Linked DNA regions of Rattus norvegicus: regions 2 and 3 are each linked to region 1. The links are chromatin contacts, called in public Hi-C maps. All regions are on one chromosome and are shown on one strand. Each heading gives the region's core, a stretch centred on a gene start, on an enhancer-like site or on the middle of the called end of the contact. The rest is flanking DNA. Distances are from core to core; before and after follow the strand shown. Region 1 holds the start of Slc35a3 (solute carrier family 35 member A3). Region 2 holds the start of Rtca (RNA 3'-terminal phosphate cyclase). Region 3 overlaps LOC120100926 (a long non-coding RNA gene).

Evidence for each region. A called contact is a pair of places that touch in the nucleus more often than the background predicts.
Region 2: a Hi-C map of mammary epithelial cells shows a contact between it and region 1, with 3 times the contacts expected there. The contact joins the promoter of Rtca here to the promoter of Slc35a3 in region 1. A contact is called at or near these places in 2 of 12 Hi-C or Micro-C datasets (frontal cortex and mammary epithelial cells).
Region 3: a Hi-C map of psoas muscle shows a contact between it and region 1, with 2.9 times the contacts expected there. The contact joins the enhancer-like site here to the promoter of Slc35a3 in region 1. A contact is called at or near these places in 3 of 12 Hi-C or Micro-C datasets (frontal cortex, mammary epithelial cells and psoas muscle).

The regions. Positions count from the first base shown.
Region 1 is chr2:207,342,235-207,347,325 of GRCr8, reverse strand. Slc35a3 (solute carrier family 35 member A3) reads left to right here and starts at 3,109. Exons shown (of 8, transcript NM_001012082.1): 1 at 3,109-3,233.
Region 2 is chr2:207,159,345-207,164,435 of GRCr8, reverse strand. Rtca (RNA 3'-terminal phosphate cyclase) reads left to right here and starts at 3,070. Exons shown (of 11, transcript NM_001004227.1): 1 at 3,070-3,128; 2 at 3,216-3,316; 3 at 4,385-4,528. The coding sequence starts at 3,084.
Region 3 is chr2:207,473,360-207,478,450 of GRCr8, reverse strand. It overlaps LOC120100926 (a long non-coding RNA gene), which reads right to left. Exons shown (of 3, transcript XR_005501230.2): 3 at 2,087-3,538. Among named protein-coding and RNA genes, the nearest start is that of Agl, 30 kb to the right of the region's middle. Within about 2 kb of position 2,305, at least 21 of the 93 cell types and tissues checked have an H3K27ac peak or open chromatin away from gene starts, as enhancers often do.

The sequences.
Region 1 (5,091 bases), core at 1,860-4,359:
TATTGATCAAACACATTCTGTACACATTGGAGCAGATTATGTATTGTACCATAAATTGTGAGGCTAGGAAAAGCCATTGACAAGTATTACTTTTTTTTTAAATTAGAAATAAAGAAATGTTCCCAATTAACAGAATCAGGAAGGAACACAGAAACATTTCAACTGATACAAACGAAATTCAGAATAGCATAAGGGGACACTTTAAAAGCCATGCCCTCCATTTTCTTAACTCTGGCTTTATTGCTCTGAAAAGACATAATAACCAAGGCAGCTCAAGCAGCTAGGGGTGCAGTTGCATTTCTATACCACACAAGGCTCATGTCTTTACCTCAGGCCTTACTTGGAGTGTGTTATAGAGCTAATCCTCTAGTTTCACTGTTTTAGGTCATTTTTCAGTTTTATGCCTTCCAGGGCAACAAAGCACATGTCACTACTTCATTATTGGAAGTGCTTCCACTTCTATTTTTTTTTAATTTCCTGAAAAATAAGAGGAAAAAAATCTTCCATTTCTCTAACCTGTGTATTTGTGACACTGAGCAGAGTGGTATCTGCCCATGATTCAAGCAGTCAAGAGGCCAAGGTGAATCCTAAGTTTATGACCAACCTAGGCCATTAGCAAGTTTCAGGGCAGCCTGGACTATATAAGGAGACCTTGTCTTTAAACCAAAATAAAACAACAACAGAAAAGAACTTAGGTTATAAGGTATATTTTTCTTGCTAATATATTTTTAATGTTCTCGTTCCTTTACAATCATACATTGATGGAGTGTTGACTGTTGACTGTTTTCTGGGTATCTGTATGCACACGCACTGAAGGGACACACACACACACACACACACACACACACACACACACACACACAAACACATAAAAACACTTCACAGTAGTGCCAAGGTGTAATTAGCATGTACAAGAGATATTAAGTGTTGGGCTGGGGATTTAGCTCAGTGGTAGAGCGCTTACCTAGGAAGCGCAAGGCCCTGGGTTCGGTCCCCAGCTCCGAAAAAAAGAACCAAAAAAAAAAAAAAAAAGAGAGATATTAAGTGTTGTGTTTTATATAAAAAAAAGAGCCGGGGCTGGGGATTTAGCTCAGTGGTAGAGCGCTTACCTAGGAAGCGCAAGGCCCTGGGTTCGGTCCCCAGCTCCGGAAAAAAAAAGAACCAAAAAAAAAAAAAAAAAAAGAGCCAAGGATATGTTCATAGAGTCAGGAATGGTGAGATAAGGGAGGAGTGTCTTGGAGGGCCCATGCTGAGGCACCCCACTCCAACTCCCACCCCAGGTACCCAGGTACCAGGTATAGAATAGAGTTTATTTAGAGACATGGGAAGGGGAGTTGAGTAGAGACAGGGAGTGGGAGAGAGGTTGAGAGGGGGAGGGGTGGGGTTGGGCCAGGAACAGGTGGAGAGAGGGGGGAGGGAAGGGGAGAGAAGGAGTAAGGGGTCAGAGAGAGAAGGCAGAGAGAGTAAGAGAGCTAGAAGGGGCCAGACAGCCCCTTTTATATTAAGCCTGGCCTACCTGGAGACATTCAGGTAACTGTTTGGTGGAGCTTAGAAGGAATGCCGACATTAAGTTTCTCTTTTAAAAAATGGAAAAAGGGCTCAGTGGGAAGTACATGAGGTACAAAGGCTTGGCGTCAGTTTTTCAATAATAGATCTGACTGCTGGAGCCTTTGATCCTAGCTAGCACAGAGTGGGTGAGACAGGATGGCTGCCAAGAGATCGAGACCTTCAATGTCAGCCTGGAGCTTAAACAAAACAATTAAGAAGGCTTAAACAAAAACAATTAAGAAGTATTGTAATTATTAATTTCTCCTTGCTGCCTCGACAAAATGCCTGAGAAAATAACATAGGAAGGAGGACTTATTTGGGTTCATGGTTTCATATACTTTGGTTCATGGTCACTTGGTCGCATTGCTTCTAGGACTCTGGTTGGAATTTATGTACTGGGTCGGTTTACAAAAAAAGCATACAGGCTGCAAAGAGAACCTGAGGAAAGGCCAGGGAAAGACACACGCTCAGCGATCCACTTCTTCCAGATAGGACTATTCCACAATTTATGCCATCTCCCAGTAATACCCTCAAAGATTTAATACATCAGTGGCTTAGGTCAGAGCCTTCACTGTCCATTCGCTTCCCCCAACACCAAAGCCCATTAGCTGTCAACCAAACTTTTATGGCATGATGAATCTTTGGGGGTCCCTAGCAAATATCAAGATCTAATTTACATGCCATCATCCAGAAGTTTTCTGAAGCCCGGATTACACAAAAATTTAAAGCAAGGCATCAATTGCTAAGTCATCTAATTTTATTTTTCTCTGTTGTTTTTCTAACGATGCTTCCCTAAGGCATGGTTTAGTCATTTGCAACACGAAGAAGCATAAGCTTAATTCTAGGGCCATTGTGTTCACAGGGACGGGATAATAAATCTGCAGTATCCGATGATCAAACCGGTCCAGAATATTACATTTCAGTCTGTCCACAGCCAGCAATGACTACAGTGGTTGGGAGCTTTTCGAATACATTATTAGACTGAAATGTAATATGCATGAGATCCTTGCAGACAGGAAGAGGTTAATCACTCTCCTTCTCTCTGCACCTTTCCCCTGTTTAGTGACACTAAGCCCATTTTGCGTTCCTGACACTTTATCAGGGTGGGGGCAGGGGTCATTCCTAACTGAACCAGCTGGCTCCTAGACTAAGGTTGGTAACCTGCACCAGGGATAATCTTGTTTTCAACTCATCGGTGGTCATTTTCAGGAGCCAAGATCCGCCTCCGGGTTCTCTATCAAGAGTTCTTTGGCCCAAAGGACTTTGCCCTTCCTTAAGTGACGGTTCATCCTGCCACTTTCTGCTGCAGGATTGGGGGGTGAGAGACACCTTCCCACCACACTCTCGGGCGACCGTGAGACCGTCACGGGAGCTGCGCGAGGAACAGCCCCATTGGGGTCGCCTCAGAGACGCGGCCGGCAAGCGTGAAGCTGGGGCCACCGGAGCCGAACAGGGAACGGCGTTTGCCGGGGCCGAGGCGGAAGCCGGATCCTTTGGCGGACCGGACCGCGGGAACCCGGAAACGCCTGGGCCTCAGAGAGGCGGTCCGGGAGACAGAGCCCGCGGGAGCCGGCAGCGCTGCGGGTCAGCGGGCGCGGCGGAGCCGGCGGGCTCAGCAGCCTGGGTCGCCCGGCGTCGCGGAGCCTGGAGCTCCAGTGCGGGCAGCTGGCCGAGCCGCACGGCGGGTGAGCGGAGGGCACTGACCAGGCGCTGGCGAGACGCCGAGGCCGGGGCTGGGATGGCGTGGGGCGGTTGAGGTACAAGGTGCCTGGGCCACCGGGACCGCAGCAGAGGGCTGCAGCACTAGTTCAGAGGGAGCAGATGAATGGGCGCCTTGTACCTCTGGCTTGGACGTGCTGGAACGTTCTGGGTGGAGGAGGAAAAGGTCCTGAGAGGAGGGGTGTGTCAGTGTGCCTGCGAGCTCCAGACTGGCGGGCCAAGTGCCTTGGGGACCAGGCTGGCGGCCAGTCCTTTCGTGGTCTTCTCTGGAGCTCTGGCCCAACCTGTGACCCTGGGATAGGGACGAGTCTGCTCGGTGAGGACTGTGTGCTCAAGAAGCTGCAAGGACTTCAAGAGATGGAAAGGGAGCCGGTGGTAAGGCTAGACCGAGGTTGTCTAAAACCATGTGAGGTTCCCATCAGTGTGTGTGGCGAGAGGTTGTAGGGGTTCTAAGTACTGAAGAGTGGAGGAGCTCAGGGAACATTTTATTTAAGCTAACTCAAGTTTCTGCTAGTTCAAATTAATTGAGGGATATTAAATGAAGTAACGGGCCTTAACTGTAGCAAGGCACTTAAATTGTCTTTCCTTTGAGGACCATGCCCTTTATTATATTCTATTAAACACGATATTTGAAGATGGCACCAGAGTTGAGTCTTTAATGCATCTATCTTTGGTAGTTACAGGTAATGTTTGGTTGTTTCTCACATCTTAATTCCACCTTAATAATTCAAGTTATTTGCTTTCAAATGAATGACTTCTACGTTTACGTTTCTAACTTAACCCCCTTTAAATTTTTTTCCTACTGTATCTGCCCCTAGTTTCTGGCCGCTTCCAGATGCATCCTACCATTAACTTCCAAATGGAACTTGATGCTTTTAAGTCGCTCTACCTTGCAACCTCTTCTGGCCTGATAGTGTGCACATGCACAGGAGCCCCTCTCTTCTCTGTCTCCCAATCTCCTGGTTCTCTTCATCTACCCCCCCACCCCAATCCCTTCCACTCCCGCCCCCACTTCACTGTGTGCGGCTGTGCTGGGAAGTGAACCCTGTGGGAATATTGATGGAGCACTCAGTCACTGTAACTTTAGTTCTTTGTGATCTTTTTTTTTTTTTTTTTAAAGTCCGAGATGTAATGCCATTCTCTGGCAGTTCTCTCATAAATACTCAGCGGCTGTTTACTTATTTAGTGGTTCTGGGGATGGAGCATTGGGCATAACTAAATGCTAGGTAAGTGCTTCGATACTGAGAAATGCCCCTAACTAAGAATAAATTTTAAATAATTTAGGCAGCCATTAAAAATTCTTCAAAATTTAAACCACTCCACAATACAAAGTAATGTAATTCTTTCATTCTTTTTTTAAAAAGTTACTTTATCGAACATATTGAAATGTTTTTTAGGTAACCATGGGATTTTTATTTATATTTATTTGCTTAACTTGAGATAGGGTTTCTCATCATAGTCCTCCAGGCTAGCCTGGAACTTAGTAGTAGTCCAGGATAGCCTGTAACTTGTGGCAGTCTTCCATTGGATCTTAATTATCTCTGAAGTGGACAAACATCATTAGTTTCATTTAGATGACTACTGAAGGTCACACAGGTCAATTCATTTGCTCTTGGTCTTATGTCACTTGAGTTTGACATGGATATATGTACTCAAGCATGTGCCCTTTAAGGAGGTTAATATCCCAAATGAATGTGGAGAGGTGAGAGACTCAATGGAAATAACTTCTCAGTTAAAAGCAGCATTTTATGATTCAGTAATAGGACCAACTAGTATGATGATTATAATTCAGTAATTAGGAGCTTCTTTTCTTAAAAAATTTTT
Region 2 (5,091 bases), core at 1,821-4,320, 180 kb after region 1:
TAGTAAGACAGAGACAGACACTGTAAACTGAACCTAGGGCCTTGTGCAAGCTAAGCAAGCCCCCTACCATGACTACTGAGCCTCATTTCCAGCCTTCTGCTTCTCTAGCTACTAGTTTTATTTTGAGACAGGATCTCAACAAATTGTCTGGGTGGCCATGAAGTTATGATTATGCTTCTCCCCCTCCAGACTGCTTAGTATCTGAACCACCAAGCCTAGTTAAAAAAAAATGTGATTTTACAGAATAACTTGTCTAGCAGCTGAGAGTGGGAGTTTCTCATCTGACAGTTTTAAAAATATTTACCGATTCAATAGTATTATGGTGTTAATGTTTATTAATTATTAATATAGTTGAACAGGTACCACATGCTTCTTGGTTCCCCCCACCCCAACCCCTACCTGTCACAGTCTCACTGTGTAGCCCTGGCCTGGAACTGGTGTGTACTCCAAGATTCTAGAGATCTCTTTACCTTTGTTGGGTAAAGGCATTGCTACTACACCAACCCTGGTTATTGAGTTTCAAATGCTTCCTTCATGCTTTTAACTGTTTCCTCTTCGTTGTGTGTATTCATTTTTCATTGTTTTCTTATTAATTCTTTTTTTTTTTGGACAGGGCTTTACATAGCACCCCATCCTTGAGTACACACCATTGTGGCCAAAAACCAAACCAAACCAAACCAAACCAAACCAAACCAAACCAAACCAAACCACACCAAACCAAACCAAACCAAACATACCAACCAACAAAAAGACCTGTTGGGCTTGCTAGGCAAACCCTATTAAACCGATTTACACACCAACCTTCCTGTTGACTTTTTTTGTTGACTTGAGTAGGGACCTCTAAACTACACAGTAACTTCTATAAAAATGAGATTCTCTGCTATCCTTTGGTTTGACAATTTCTAGTTCTCATGCACACAATAACCTGAAAGTTCTAACTTCGATGATCTTGTAGGGCTTTTGTTGTTAACTTTTTATGACATAGGTGTTATTTCTGCTCTGGAACTTTCGTAAATAATACTGCTTTTGAGACTTTAGACAAACTTTTGTGAAGACACATTTTCTTTCTTTCATTCTTCCAACCTGAGAGGAATTCCTGGGAAAATCCCAGTTCCAAGTGTCTCTGTAACCTGCACCACTCCTGCAATGTGGTTTACAATATCACTTACAGTTTTTGGGCTAGTTTCTACATCATACTTCTATTTGTCCACTTCCTTCTACCACCAAATTTACAGCAGGAGTTCGGCATTAGAAAGTGTGATGGTTTACCTATGCTCATCCCAGGGAGTGGCACTATTAGAAGGTTGGCCTTGGAGTAGGTGTGTCACTGTGGGGTGGGCTTGGAGACCCTCCTCCTAGCTGCCTGAGGATGCTCAGTCTGCTCCTGGCTTCCTTTGGATGGAGATGTAGGATATTCAGTTCCTCCTGCACCATGCCTGCCTAGGTGCTCTCACCTTGATGACAATGGACTGAACCTCTGAACCTGCAAGCCAGCCCCAGTCAAATGTTGTCCTTTATAAGACTTGCCTTGGTCATGGTGTCTGTTCACAGCAGTAAACCCTAAGACAGAAAACGAAAGTGTAGGCTGGCCTGAGACTGTAGCAGTTTGGTACTGTGTTTACTTGGCATGCATCAAACCTCACATCAGTCTCCGGCACTGTGATAAGTAAAGATGAAAAGGAAAAGCTTTCTTCAGAGGCTGCTACATTTATGCAATAGGATTCTAATGTGGATGATAATCAAGGCGCCACAGGGAGGATGGCAGCTCCCCATAGGACCCAGGCTGAGTTCTCAATACCTACTTGGTGGCTCACAATCCTGTGATTCCAGTCACAGGGATGTCAATACCCTCTTTAGGCCTCTGTGGCCTGTGCACAGATGTTCGTGTAGACAATATGCCCACACAAAAATGATACTTAAATAATGTTTAAAAAGCACAACATTTATATTCAGTCCCACAGCAGCCTTGCTTCAATGTCTCATTATTTCCTGTCTGTAAAATTACATCACGGGTATCTCCTTTTCTTAGGCTCTTAGGCCTCTAATTCATCTTCTGTATACTGTACGGGGCTTGTGCCTCTCCCTTTAGTTAGCAGACCATGAGACAATGATGTTTCTCTGAATCTCATGTTGAGGAAAAGCTGGGGTTCCTGAGCCAGGCAGAGGGCAAGTTTGTCTTCCAGGAAGAGATTTTTACAGTTCTGAAAGCTGTTAGACCACTTTGCAGAAGAAATTGAGTCAATGACAGGTCTGTTTTGGCCTGGACCACACCTAGATTAGGACCTTTGACTTACTTGTGCATCAGGACCCTGAAGATAGACTAGGTTTATTTCCTTCTCTTCCCAATGGAACCACACAACACATCTCTTCTTTCTGCTTTTCACTATTATCTATTTCTTGGATTGGCTACTGAGAAGACGTTGGCTAAATCTACTTTATTATGGCTGCCAGAGGCCAGGTTCTGACGGTAACATTTCAAATAACCATACAACCATAGCTAGCATTCCAAATCTCAACTATGAGAACTTCCCTGATTAGTATCTTGGGGCACGTTCCAGATTGGTTTAAGTAATCTATGTGCTTCCGGAATATTGTGTTAATACAGTATCGAGATTAGGCGACAGTGATGTTTCATCACACAATTCAGACTCATTTCCCAGTCTTCGAGGTACCCGAGGATGCTGGAGAAAGCAGAGCTACACGTGATTGTGGAGATAAAATACCTGCCCGAGGGAAAACTGAAGAATATACCTGTTGGGAAAAGAGCTTCTGGAGCCTGAAGGTTTGGCTGTGTCACCCCCTTGTGGCCAGGCCAGTTCCCTGCTAGTTTGGGTAGAATACAGGTAGCTATCGCCTGCGCAGCCTCCTTGAGCGCTGGGCGGAGCGCATGCGTACAGCTGGGGCCCGTCCACATAGGAATTCGTTCCCACAGCTACAGTTTCCCGGGAGGCTCTAGTACTTTCTCCTTCCGGCGAACTCGGCCCGGAAGAGCAGTGTCGGGACTGCGGGCTTGCCGGCGCCTGGTCTTTTTCCCGTTGCAGCAGGGGCGTGGCTACTGCAGGCCAGGCTCAGACGCGCCGGCAATGGAGGGGCAGCGGGTGGAGGTGGACGGCGGGATCATGGAAGGGGTGAGTGCGAGGCTGTGTGGGGCCCGGGCGAGCTGTGGCGGGGCCTCTATTTAACCTCTCTTGTTTCTTCACCCCGGTGCTCTGCAGGGCGGCCAGATCCTCAGGGTCTCCACCGCCCTGAGCTGCCTCCTGGGTCTCCCCTTGCGCGTGCAGAAGATCCGGGCAGGCCGCAGCACGCCCGGCCTCAGGTATCGCGGGCCGGGGGGGAGTTTGGGTAGAGGGTATGGGGGTACCGAGATCGGAGCCTGGGTTGTGGGGCGGAGGAGGCCCCGGGCAGCATTCAGAGTGCAGCCTTCGCCCTCCTTTTCTGTCCATAGGGCAGGCCGCAAGTTGTTCTTAGGACCGGTTGAAATAGGGTAGTTTGTCGGTGCGTCTTGCCACTGGTATGTTCATTGTTGTTGTTGTTATTGCAAGATATCATCTAGTCCATGGTAATCTCGAACTCCTTAGCTAGGAAGACTAACCTTGAACTTTTGATTCCTCCACCTCTCAGATGCTAGAATTACAACTGTGTGCCACCATGTCCAGTTTGTGTGGTTCTGGAGATGAAACCTAAGGCCTCCTCCATGCTGTGCACGCGCTCTACCCACTGAACTACATCCCTATCCCTCCGTTCTCAGTCTCCCTTTTCATAAGAACAGCAGTCAAATTGTATCACCGCACACCCTAATAGCCTCCCTTTAAGTTAATTGTACCTTTAACGGGCCTATTTAAATGGGCACATTTTGTGTGGGTAGAGGCCTCAACATGGGGATTTAGGGGATGAAGCGAACATAATTCAGGCTGCACAGGTGTCACAGCTTGGTTATTGAGTGAAATTCAAGCAAGATCGGTGGCTTTTGGGTAGTTTTAGACTACCTTTTAAAAAATCTTTATTTTTTATGTACATTGGTGTTTTGCCTGCATGTATATCTGTATGAGGGTGTCCGATCCTCTGGACCAGGAGTCACAGATAGTTGTGAACTGCTGTGTGGGTTCTAGAAACTGAATCCTAGTCTCTGGAAGAACAGCCAGTGCTCTTACTCACTGAGCCATCTCTCCAGCAACAGTTTACCACTGTAACCCAAATAACCAGTCTTGAAAGCTTTGAGAAGTTGCCTCTAAGCAGTGAGTCCAAGTGCATTAAAAACCCAAGACAAAGTTCTGCCGTGGGAGACATCACCTTGCTCTCTGGCCATTGCTTTTGTAATTGTGTCATAGAGTGGGGTATAGGCAGTCTGATCAGACACGTTTTGACGCAGTATTATGACCTGAAGGCCTCAGCATTTATCTGGACTGGAAATGGTTCGGGATTTGTGTGACGGACACCTGGAGGGAGCAGAGATCGGCTCAACAGAGATAACCTTTACACCCGAGAAGATCAGAGGTGGAGTCCACACAGCAGATACCAAGACAGCAGGGTATGTCTCCCTTAAACCTCCATTCAGACCTGGATTCAGATATAAGTTCTTTGGCTTCTAGGGAGTGCTCTTTGGGTCTTTTGAGGTTCAGTTTTCTCCCTTTTAAAATATAAACCATAAACCTGCTTGTTTAGTTGTAGCCAGTATTACCTCCGGGTTGTTTTTTGTTCTGTTTTTAAAACAAGGTCTCCTTATAAATGCACACTGATGTTGAACTCATCCTCCTCCTGTTCCACACCCCCCACAAGGTGATGAGATTACAGGCATGTGTTACTATACTTGGTTACTCCTTATTGTCTTAATAAATACCTATGTAACTGTAGAAAATGTTGGAGGCTTGCCTTGCATGTCCAAGGCCCTGGGTTTAATCACCAGTTGTGCAGGAGCCGGGAAATGCTTAGTCTAGGAATTTCAGATGTCCTGATTAGCCCCTTTTCCCTAGGGAAATAGAACTGTAGCCTAGTTCAGTGGTATAAGTGCTTGATTAGGTTAAGTTGCTTGAGTCCCAATTCCCACTACCAGAAAACAAACAAAACACGAGTAACAAAACCCCAGCAGGGTTG
Region 3 (5,091 bases), core at 1,056-3,555, 130 kb before region 1:
CCCGGTCCTCGAAGCAAGAGGACCAGTTGCACAGTTCAAGACAAGCCTCAGACAAATGAGACCATGTCTCATAAAACAAATGGAAGAGTAAAATTAAATTCTAAAAGCTAAAAGAGCTTGGTGATGACCTCTTATAGACTCGGGGATAAATTAAAAGGTATTTTAGAATAGATGCAAAATTTTATTAACATTTAATATCAATACATATATGAACAAGCGTGTCTCACTGCACACGTGAAGGTCAAAGGACAACTTGCTGGGCTTAATTCCTTTCGTGATGTAGCCTTAGGTCATAGGCTTGATGGTAAGTTTCTTCACCTACAGAGTCATCTGCCACATGTTCTTTACTGGAAGCTAATTCATAATTAACTAAATCATTCAGAGCGAATCTCCTTACATTTATCAGAATGATCTGACAGAAGCATGCTATTGAAATAACCAACTGGCTCTCCAATGTACGTCATTTGGTAAGATTTTTTGAGGCTCCTGGTTTTATCTGCAATTAAACAGATTGTCTGTGGCACTCCCGTCCCCAGCTTTTTGCCACTGTGATATTATCACCCAGGTGCTCCATAAGAACATCGCCTCTGGGACGCTGCTGAGGTCTGTGATGATGTCTGAGGTCTCAGCTTCAGGTTTAGCCTAGCCAACTGCCTAACTGGATTTCAGCCTGTCTAAATTTAGTTGCTAAATTGCAGATGCAGGCCCCTGAGGTCTCTGTCAAGGAGCCAGGATACCTCCTGACAGAGAACCCGCCTTAAAGGAGCCAGCAGTGTCAGAGTCTTGAGAGGAGGGAGGAACAGTTCTAAGCCAAATGGTTATTTGTTGATTGTATTGATTTTCAAAATTTAACTGAGCCGGTAAATTTTCAGTCAGCTTAACACAGGTAGGGTCATCTGGGAAGAGGCACCCTCAACTCCTATTGCCTCCATCAGGCTGTCCTGTGCACATATCCGTGGGGTATTTCATTGGTTAATAATTGATGTCGGAGGACTCAGATCATTATGGGCAGTGGTCTTGGGGTATATAAGAAAGCAGGCTGAGAGTTAGGCAAGGGGACACATGCCTTTAATCCCAGCACTGGGGGGGTAAAGAGAGGTAGTTCTAGGCCAACCTGATGTACAGAATGAGGTCTAACACAGCGAGGGTGACACAGAGAAACCTGTCTCGAAACAAACAAACAAACAAAGAAGAGGAGGAGGAGCAGGGAGGAAGGGAAGGAGAGAGGGAGGGAGGGAGGGAGGGAAGCAGGCTGAGTGAGCCATGAGGAGCAGACTTCTAAGCAGTGCTCCTTCTGATCACTTTGGGAAGTTTCCCTGGTTTCTGCTTCAGTTCCTGTTTCCGCTCTTGCCCTGACTTCTCTTTACAACAGACTGTGTGTAATCAGAACATGTAAGTCAAACAAGTCCTGTCTCCCTCTAGCTGCTTTTGGTCTTGGTGTTTATCACAGCACCAGAGCAAACAAGAATACATACTGTCAGGATGTGTGATGCAGTCCCGTGGACAGGGAAGTCATGAAGAAAACCATAGGGGGGTTCTCTGTTGATAGTAAAGGCCCTCATATACCTGCCAGTAGAAACTAGCACATGTTTCCTCCTTAACAAGATCTGGGCACATTTTCATGCAGCCCTCTGGTTTTTACGTCTCTGAGAGGTCAAAATCTAGGCGTCCAGGGCTAGGATCTCAACTGGAGAGTGATCTGCTTCCGAGTTTATAAGGTTTAGTGAAATAGGACCGCGCATGTCCTGCTACACCAATGGCGCCGTTTCTTGCAGTCTGACATCCATCACCACACTCAGCTCCTTTTCGCTGTACCTCATAGTGTGGCTACTTATTCACGTATGCAAGCTCAGAAAGCGACTGAGACAGCCTGGACATTATAAATACACCACAGAACGAAATCATAGACATAGCAAGCCATCCTGTCTGCTGTCCTAATGGTGAACCAGTCCTAGGTGCCTTCCACATTCAAGGTAAGGAGAAATGGGATTACAGGAGCCATGAATATCAGGGGTCAGGAAGGACAGCGCGTTCTCTGGAGGCTTCCATGCCTCAAGCTGGTTTTCAAAAGCTCTAAAAGGCAGGGATTTAGTGTGCATTTAGTCCCGCTTCAGGCTAGCACACCACCAAGGGGAAAATGCATTTAACAGTGGACATATGTGACCCTGAGAGCACAGGGAACCTAGAGGGATTTAGGGGATAAGCAAGGTTTAAATTCTTTGTATTTGACCTACTCTTTCTTTGGGTATAGGGAAGTCCAAGATTGCCTTATAAGGAAACCCAAGATGGAAGGCAAATGCAAACGTCCACACGGTGGCAGCAGACACCAGGATACTGGGTTTCGAATGCCCGCCTCCAAGTGAGAGCAAGTTCTTCCTTTTATGGCAGCTCAGTTTCGCTTCTGATCCTTGAATGGCGAGGCGGGTGCTTGCGGCGATTTTATTCCTCCATTCCCCTAAACCACAGTCCCTAATGTGTTGCCAATAAGACAAAGGGCTGTATTCTGCACAACTCCCCAGAGCGACAGAGAAGGTCCTGGGGAGGAGCAGAGAAGCCCCCTGAAACACGGACTCAAGAAGACGTCTACATGTTTGCACGTATTTTTTTTTTTTTCATACTTTATTCTCATCCCCCATTTGTATCTGGAATCGTCCGTCGGTCCGTCGTCCCTCCCCACGGCACTTCTCTACACCCCTCCGAACCTGCTGTCACATGCAGATACTCTGCCATTTCCTTTCAAAAAAAATAGCATTTACACATACATATTCTAAACAAGATATGGATCAAATACAGATTAAGTCGTAACAAGTTAAGATAACCTATGCATAGATTTTTTTCACCATATCTCCCCCTGTCCTCAAGGATCATCAGCTAATATTGGTCCATTGGGGCAGTGGGAGCAGAGGCAGCAAACTTGGGGTTCACAGTCCTCTGCATATGGACAATGAATGATCAATTCAGTACCAGGGGCAGGGAGTCATATCAACATTACTTAAGGTGAGTCAATGCTTATATAATTTAGAGGACTGGGAACAGGAACATCTAGAAAACAGGGAAACAATACCTTAATGGATAGCACCATGTTCAAGCACAACCCCATTCACGATATACTGTAGAACTGCCAGACTGTTTAGCCTCATACCGCTCAGTAATGCAAAAAGTATACGCATTGGATATGTAATAAGTATATATCCCAAACGGCCTGATATGCAAGTCCATGTTACTTACATACTTGTCCGTGGTTGCTAAAATTACTGAGAGTGAAGTTCATGGAAGTCAAAAACGTTGTCATAGTGAAACCTTAATCCACATACCATATGAGCAACAAAAAGTAAAACTTCGTGAATGCATTGTGGATAAAACAAAAACGAAAAAAGAAGACGTCTACAATCCGACAGCCCACATGTCTAAGTCACGAGTGTATCACAGATGGCGTGGTGTAAGGTCCGTCTTGCTCAGAGTTGCTCCAGAATTAGTGCCCTCAGTGAAGAAGCTTCCGGAACTTGCTGACTTCTACCGTGAGAGAGAAAGGCATCATCTATGCAGCAGGAAATAAAGCCTCATTAGACATCAAGCTTCAGGACCCTTGAGCGTGGTTTACAACTGTAAGGCCTCACAACTGTAAGGTATATAATATGTGGCATTTTGTTATAACGGCTTGAACAGAGCCAAAGGAAATTGCAGTGACACGTTTTTATGAAACTATCTCTTGCATCAAAAATAAGTTAATTTTCCAGATCTTACCACCGTGATAATAAGACGCCTTGAGTGTTCAAGATGACATACTTATCCAGCTGTCCTGCTCTATGCTCGGCCGCTTAGGTTTAAGTGGCCTTTGGGAGAACAGTGTAACCAACCTCATTATGCCTTCAATTGTGCATGCAATCAGCTTTTTCTTTTCTTTTTTTTTTTCCAGAGCTAGGGACCGAACCCAGAGCCTTGCGCTTGCTAGGCAAGCACTCTATCACTGAGCTAAATCCCCAACCCCATGCAATCAGCTTTTACAGCCTAAGTTAAGGGATAGCTTTAACCTATGTAAAAGTTTTTACTTATTTTATTTTGTGCACATGAATATTTTGCTTGCATGCATGTATGTGCACTATGTGCCCATGTCAACCCACAGAGAGTGTCAGATCCCATGAAACTGAAGTCGCAGATGGTTATTACCTGCCGTATGGGTTACTGGGAACTAAACCCAGGTCCTCTGCAAGAACAAGTGTTCTTAACTGGAGTATCGCTCCAGCCCTACATAGCTTTAATCTTAAATTACAGACTCTTCCAGGCCCCTGATCCAACATTATATGTGTATGTATGCATGCATGTATCTATGCATGTATGTCTATGTATGTATATATGTACGTATACATGCATTATGCATGTATGTGTTATGGTAATCGCTTGCTGAAAGTAAAGAGTAAGTCGAAAGCGACGTTAAAAAATGTCCACCATAAATGTTGCAAACAGCATGGAGAAAGCTTGATAGACGTGTGTTTGTAGTTCCGAGGGTTTCTGGGTCAGTCGTGTCAGTAACATGACCTCTTCCCCTGTAAAACTCTGTCAAAGATTTGCATAGAGAAGCCTTCCTCCCTTTCACATGCCATGTGTTCTGCACCGTTCAATAAACACAGAGCAAAGCCCTTTGTTAGGGACAAACAACAGCCTGCAGACCAGTAACCACAAACTGCAGACAGACTGAAGTTGCAGGGAGAGAAGAGAAGAATTTAAATTTGGATGCACTCTTTGTCACATCCAAGGGAAGTGACTGGTTTTCATTTCTTAATGTGACACAGATGCTGTTGGTTCCCTCTGAGGTTATCTTTAATGTCTTAGCTGGTGAAGGAATTGGGGTGAAGCAGAAGGGTTTGAAGGAGTCTGCCACATGAATTCTGAAAATAGGAAATCTGAGGTGACTAGATTATTAGGATCCTTTCAGACTCAGAATCCCAGAGCTTAGTCAGATTAGAGCTAGCCAGGAGAAGAGAAGCAGAATATTCAATGAAGTGTCTCTTTGGGTTTCTGTGTGGCCAGTTCCTAAGACATTTTCCTCAGGTTGGTTACAACCAATGACAGCAGAGCTGGAAATACTTAAAG